2 separate regions of the Zea mays genome follow, and region 2 is linked to region 1. A link is a contact called in public Hi-C data. All regions are on one chromosome and are shown on one strand. Each heading gives the region's core, a stretch centred on a gene start, on an enhancer-like site or on the middle of the called end of the contact. The rest is flanking DNA. Distances are from core to core; before and after follow the strand shown. Region 1 holds the start of LOC107403147 (Bax inhibitor-1 family protein). Region 2 holds the start of LOC103654538.

Evidence for each region. Hi-C and Micro-C count contacts between places; a contact is called where the count stands out from the background.
Region 2: a contact with region 1 is called in a Hi-C map of endosperm, with 4 times the contacts expected there. The contact joins the promoter of LOC103654538 here to the promoter of LOC107403147 in region 1. A contact is called at or near these places in 2 of 25 Hi-C or Micro-C datasets (bundle sheath and endosperm).

Annotation. Positions count from the first base shown.
Region 1 is chr4:208,192,872-208,196,005 of Zm-B73-REFERENCE-NAM-5.0, forward strand. It overlaps LOC107403147 (Bax inhibitor-1 family protein), which reads right to left and starts at 1,721. Exons shown (of 4, transcript NM_001321409.1): 1 at 1,279-1,721; 2 at 1,090-1,203. The coding sequence starts at 1,582.
Region 2 is chr4:208,701,338-208,704,471 of Zm-B73-REFERENCE-NAM-5.0, forward strand. LOC103654538 reads right to left here and starts at 1,424. Exons shown (of 4, transcript XM_008681374.4): 1 at 795-1,424. The coding sequence starts at 1,320. LOC103654539 (a long non-coding RNA gene) reads left to right here and starts at 2,299. Exons shown (of 2, transcript XR_002268880.2): 1 at 2,299-2,535; 2 at 2,622-2,936.

The DNA of each region.
Region 1 (3,134 bases), core at 471-2,970:
AAGTGACCAGAACCGTTTAGAACGCTTCAAGGTCTGGGCAGATGATATGGTTTCTTCGTATCTAGAACTTGACAAAAGGAAGTTAAGTTCACTTCATCTCTATAAACATTAAACACATCGAAGAAACACACCGATTTGTTAACAAAAGGAGCGTCAGCAAGGTTTAGTCTATATCTATAATTAATCATAAGGCAAATTGGATTCATTTCAGACCTACAGTTTCTTAAAATCAGGAATGCGAAACATGGATTTCACAACAAGAGGACACAACGTAAGTGAAGGTTCTGCAAGATGATTTAGGCCCAGTTGTTCAATTAAAAAAACATAAAAAAAAAACTAGAGAGATTATGTGACAGATACCTCAAAACGCACAAATTATCAATTTATTAATGTGGCTACCACAAGAATGGGTACGTAGTATGTTCGAAGATAGCACATTGGCTGGACCAAATCCCAACTGAAATGCATGGAGACACATGCAGAGTGATAGGTACAGACAGGTCTTAAACAATAGAAAGCAGTTGGCTCATCCACATGCTGCCACAATAAATAAATCAAGAAATGCTAAACGGCTCAATACAGGACACGTACAACTAAACATATTGACTCTGTATGTAAACAACAGTACGTGGCAGTTAAAAATGGAAAACATTGATAAAACAGAAAACTGTTTGCACAGACAAAAGGAGGCCCCCTCATGCAGGGATTGTGCATCAGGCAATTTGAAAGCAACCACCCACCCATACCACTCACTGCCTGCAATTAGAAACCGGGGCAAATTCTAACATAAGTTTTCAGAGCCCATGGGCCATGAGTCCATGACATGAAAAACATATCCTGAATTCTCACAGGAAGCAGAGTTAATTTAACAATCTGACAAACATATGCATTCCCCAGAACAGTGGAGTATCACAAATCCATGACAATTCACCCATACTAATAAATACTAGATCGGAAAGCAGATGACTCGTAGGTCACAAAAACCACCAGAATTACACCACACACCGCATTCCATTCGCATCGACGATCCACATCGCAACAGGAGACGACGCAACGAGAGGGAGATGAAGAGGAATCGATTGTCCATACCGAGGGTGGTGGAGGCGGAGACGGCGATGCTGAGACTGCAGCAGAGAGTGAATACGGCGAGCAGGACGAGGTTCCTGGGGTGCTTCTCCCTGTACTTGAGCATGGGGAACATGACTGCACAAACAAAACCGCGATCGGTGGTCCATTCCAAAACCTAGGAAGGGAAGGAACGGAAGGTGAGACGCGCACCGATGAGCGGGGACAGGAGGATCGCGATGTACGTGGACCAGACGGCGGCGGGGGGGCCGGAGGCGAAGAAGCGCGGGATCGGGCGGACGAGGCACGCGGTGGCCGCGACGGCCGCGGTGAGCGCGAACTGGAGGGAGAGAATGGCGTACACCTTCCGCACGAAGGCCCAGCGCAGGCGCGGATCCTCCTCCTCCGCCACTTTCTTCGCCGCGGGTGCCTCCTGCTGCGCCGCCGCCGCCGTTGCAGCCCCGGAGCCCGCGGGCACGGCCGCCTCGAGGTCGCAAGGCGCCGGGCGCGTCTCCATTGCGCTCTGTCGCCGGTCGCCGGACGCTGATCGCCTCGCTCGCTAGGGTTTGGTTCGCCCGCGGTCGGGGTTTTCAGGAGGAGGGAGGGAGCCGGTAGTGGATGGATAGTTGTGGTTGTGGAGCGAGACTGCGAGCGGCAGAGGAAGCCAGTGGGGGAAAGATGCGAAAGCGGCGCTTAAAAGCCAGGGGCATCGGACGGGTCGGGGGTTTCCAGTTTCCGCGGCGGAGGCGGGGCCCCCTCTCTCGCGGACAAGCCGACGCGACGCGTGTCTATGGGTGGACGGATCTGTTCACGAGCGCGTCGCGGTCTATAGATGTGCAAACCGCCGGTTTTGGCCGGCCACGGCCCGGTCCATTGGTCATAAAGCCCATGCCGGCCTGGTCTGACCACACCGTACCGTTTGTAGGGAAAAAAAATGCTATCCATATCGAACGCAAATTTATTTAGTTGCAGTCCTCGCATTTACCAACAATAGGCACCTATGGATATAGGTATGGGTATAAGAGTGGAAATGGATGTCTGGACATTTAAATTATCCATATTCGTATTCGTTGAATATATAAATATAGATATCCGTACTAATATGGATACTGAAATAGGTATATCCGTATCTGTTGCCAAATTCGGATCTGTATTTGGATACAACAACAATATTGTGCTTCAATCATATCACAATAGCAAGCCACGATCTAGGTAATGAGTTTTCAATTGTTGCCATTTTAAGTAGTTAAGAGTACTGAGTTCAAGTATTGCACACGTAAGCAACATTACAACAACAGGTGATGAACAATAACTTCCCCAATTTTAGCCCCCACTGGTATCAAAATGGGGGAGGCCATCCGTCGAGACCTTATGGAGTTCAAGTAAGCCACACATTATAATTATAGTGATTCTAGTAAAACATACTCAAACTAGTCAAACATATTCATAAAGTCTAGCAAAACATAGATCATTGTTTTAATTTTGAACAATTATAACTAAGTTTTTACATTTGTCCTCCTACTAGATATATTCTAGCCAAACTTTCTTAAACTAGGCAAATATTGTACGCTGCATCTAAACTTTAAGTTATCTCATTTGACCTTATATGTATATTTCACACGGGGATTGATGGCATAAGGGCCTCATAGTTACCATATCAACGTGTAATTGTTGCTGATTGCATATTTTGGGTCTATGTAGTCGGACTCGAGAGATGCTAGAATTGTATTTATAAATACAATCTTTGGTGACCCTTCTGGAGGTAGCGGCTAAAACTCCAATCACCCAAGTGATGAACACTGGACATTCGATTTTACGTAACATGTACGGCTAGTATTTTAACTTGAACTATGAATATCTATGTGTGATGTTTGATAGGACAATTTTGATACGTGCAGATGGATATTTATGAATGGACATCTAAACTACATCGATGATGCATGAGTTATGAATGAAATGATAGTGACCATTTTTTATGCTATGAATCAATGAATATTATATGATTTATGTTGAAAAATAAATTAAAAGTAATTATTGATGGTGGCTGAAATAGTTATGGAGTGTTTGGT
Region 2 (3,134 bases), core at 174-2,673, 510 kb after region 1:
CAGTTAGTGGTACATCTAGCTATATTCGCTTGATACAGTAAGCCCCAGGTGGTTTGACAAAATTAAGAACTCAGGCACTCAGCCTTGCGCTAAGAAATTTGTATCCGATGGGCCCGTGGATCCTCCAGATTTTAAGAATCCAGATAGAAAAAAATATCACAATCCTAAATTCTCATCCGAACGGTCTAGATTTTACATGGATTTTAACTAGCGGATTTTTAGGATCTCGAAATCCAATAAAACTGTTGGGATTCTTTTTATCCGGATTCTCAAAATCACTTGGTATCCAAATGGCGCCTAAAATTATCATGAATAATCTCGATTTCTATATATAGAGGATTACCAAGCACTGTCCTGGTCTGGTTAGTTGGCACTACTTCTAACCATGTTTCCATGGCAGCAGGCCACAGATAATGAGACAAATAAAGAATTAAGCATTTCACTGAAGAAAAATCATATTTGATGTCGAAATTGCCTCACTAGTGATGAAAAAATAAAGAGTATCCATGTCTCCTAAAAAGTTGATTTGCTTAGAGGTAACTGAAAGAAAGGGTTTCTATTCATTCACACACATGGCAAACCGACAATCATCAAGATCCTTCGGTTATCCAACACATTTTGCCTATTCGAATTTCCAAATCTTCTTTTAAGGCTTCATGGCTTGATCCTTTGTTACCCAATGCAACACATCCCTCAATATAACTCCCTAAGAAATTCATGATCTTTTTATTGTTTATCCACTCATACCTTTCTGATTAGAAACAATCTCACGTGCACCCAGTGTAAACCAATACCTTCCGCCGAGGGCGACAGCTGTGCCCGTGCCGCCGACCGGGAATTCCGATCTGATCCCCTAGCAGCACCGCCCCCGGCCGATCCCACCTTGCCCGTCTCCGCCACCTGCGGCGGCGTCGGGGGCGGCGAGAAGGCAGGCGGCTCCTTGAGCACGGCGCGGGCGGCGGCGAGGGCGGCCGCGGCGCGGTCGATGACCTGGTTGCGCTGCACGCGGTCGCGCTCCTCCCGCGGAACCCGCAGCATCTCCTCGAACCGCGCCGTCCGGCGCCGCACGTCCTCCACGGGCGGTGCGGGCGCGGGCGCGTCTGCCTCGGCGGGGGGCGCCTGGAGCCTGCGCGCGAGATCCGCCGACCGCCGCTCCCGTTCCACCGCCTTCTTCCACATGTCCAGGTACGACCCGCCGCCGGCGGCGGCGCGGAAGCGCGCATTGCGGTGCTGCGCGCTGCCGCTGGCTCCTCCGCGGCGGCGGAGCAGGAGCAGGCGGGGCGCGGCCGAGGAGACGGATGCAGCGTTGGAGGCCGCCATTGTACCTCGGGCTCTCCGCTCCTGTCTATCCGGACGGGTCGGGGTCACGGGGAGTGTGCGGGGGTGTGGAGGCCGAGAGGATCAGAGGAAGAAGAAGAGTGTGGACTGTGGACGTGTGGTGGAGGGGAAAACTGGAAAAGGGACGGGTGTGGCCGGCCGTGTGGGTCCATTGACTGCTGACGTGGAAGCGAGCAAGTGGAGGAGATTGTGGTTCGTGTCTCGGCGTCCCACGTGTTGTAAAGGTGAAGTTGCTTTTGGACCACTACTAGATGCTAGACCACCAATTTCCTTGGACCGGATGATTTTTCAGCATTTGTCACCGACTAAAATGCATATTTATCCTTAAACTTGGTATACTATATCACTTAGATCCTCAAACTCTCAAAACCAATAAAACCGGTATTTGGACTTAGCTAGCCATTCAAATTAAATTTATTCAAACCAGATGATAGCGTGATGTGCCACATTAAAGTCATTTGGGTCCCCGGATTTAGCAATGTTGTATCACTCGATGCTTAAACTAGACATTTTGTATCACCAGGGTCCCGAATTTTCATTATGATTAACCAAGCTTGAGGATTGTTTTGCTGGTTTTTGAAGTTTGATAATCCAAGTGACCCAACATGCCAAATTCAAGGACCCTGTTGATGTATTTTACTTTTTGTCGCCCTAGAAAAGTCCAAAATAACAATTTTTAACAAAAGTTAAATGCATTCGTGCCCTAAACTTGTTAAAAGATGTTACTTAAGTCCACAAACTTTGAAAATGCATGTCTAGATCCTTGAACTTGTTAAGTGATGTACGAGACATCTCTAAACTTGTAAAGATGGTCATTGCTAGGGATGGCAGTGGGTACGGATATGGGTAACCGTTGGGTACGGATATGGTGGAGTTTCATATCCGTGGGTACGGGTATGGATACTATATGATATCCACGGGTAATAATTTCGCGGGTATGGATATCGGCTATCCATATCCGTCACCCGATGGACATATGACATGTGGACCCAAACAGTGGACGCATCCTAGATCCCAACGGCCAGCGTCCAGCCTCCTTGGGGCTTGTACTTGTTCACTGAATCACTACTTCGCGAGGTCAGCCGTCAACGCATCAGCAGCAACTAGCAAGGCCGCCAAGCGGCCCAGGACCCAGGCCAGCTCCAAGCGAACAACCTACGTACGACTCTATACCTCTCGCCCTCTGAGTCTCGCGCGGTCAGTCGGTTTCTCTCTCAATCTATCTTGTCTCCAAGTTTGTAACCCTAGCCGCCAAGCTTGAAGCTCCAGCCGTGCTCGTGTAGGGCTGCAGGCCATCTGGGCTCCGGCTTCCAGCATCCACCAGACGTCCTTAGAATACGGTGCAGCGAGCAGCGAGCAGCAAGTCACCGAGCAGCCGAGCGACCGCCGAGCACAGGGCACCACCAAGCAGCCGAGCCACCGCCCAGCGCCGAGTCTTCTCTGGTAAATTAAACAGGCTTGGATAAATTAGTGTTTCAATTTAGAGTTTTAGACAGATTGCTTGTAGGGATTTGAAAAGATTACTTGTATGGATGAATGGATTTTGTTTGTACAGATTGTATGTACAAATTGTGTTAAAAATATTATTTGATGTTGTTGGAATGTTAATTTGTGATAAATTTCTGTTAGAATGATGTAATTTTAGTGGGCGGGCGGGTAACGGATATCCGTTGGATAACGGATACTCGGCGGGTACGGGTACGGATATAGATCCGTACCCACGAGCGTAAATGGGTATGGGTATGGATTGGGTTTTATCTCGCGGGTATGGATACGCGAAACATATATCCGTGTTG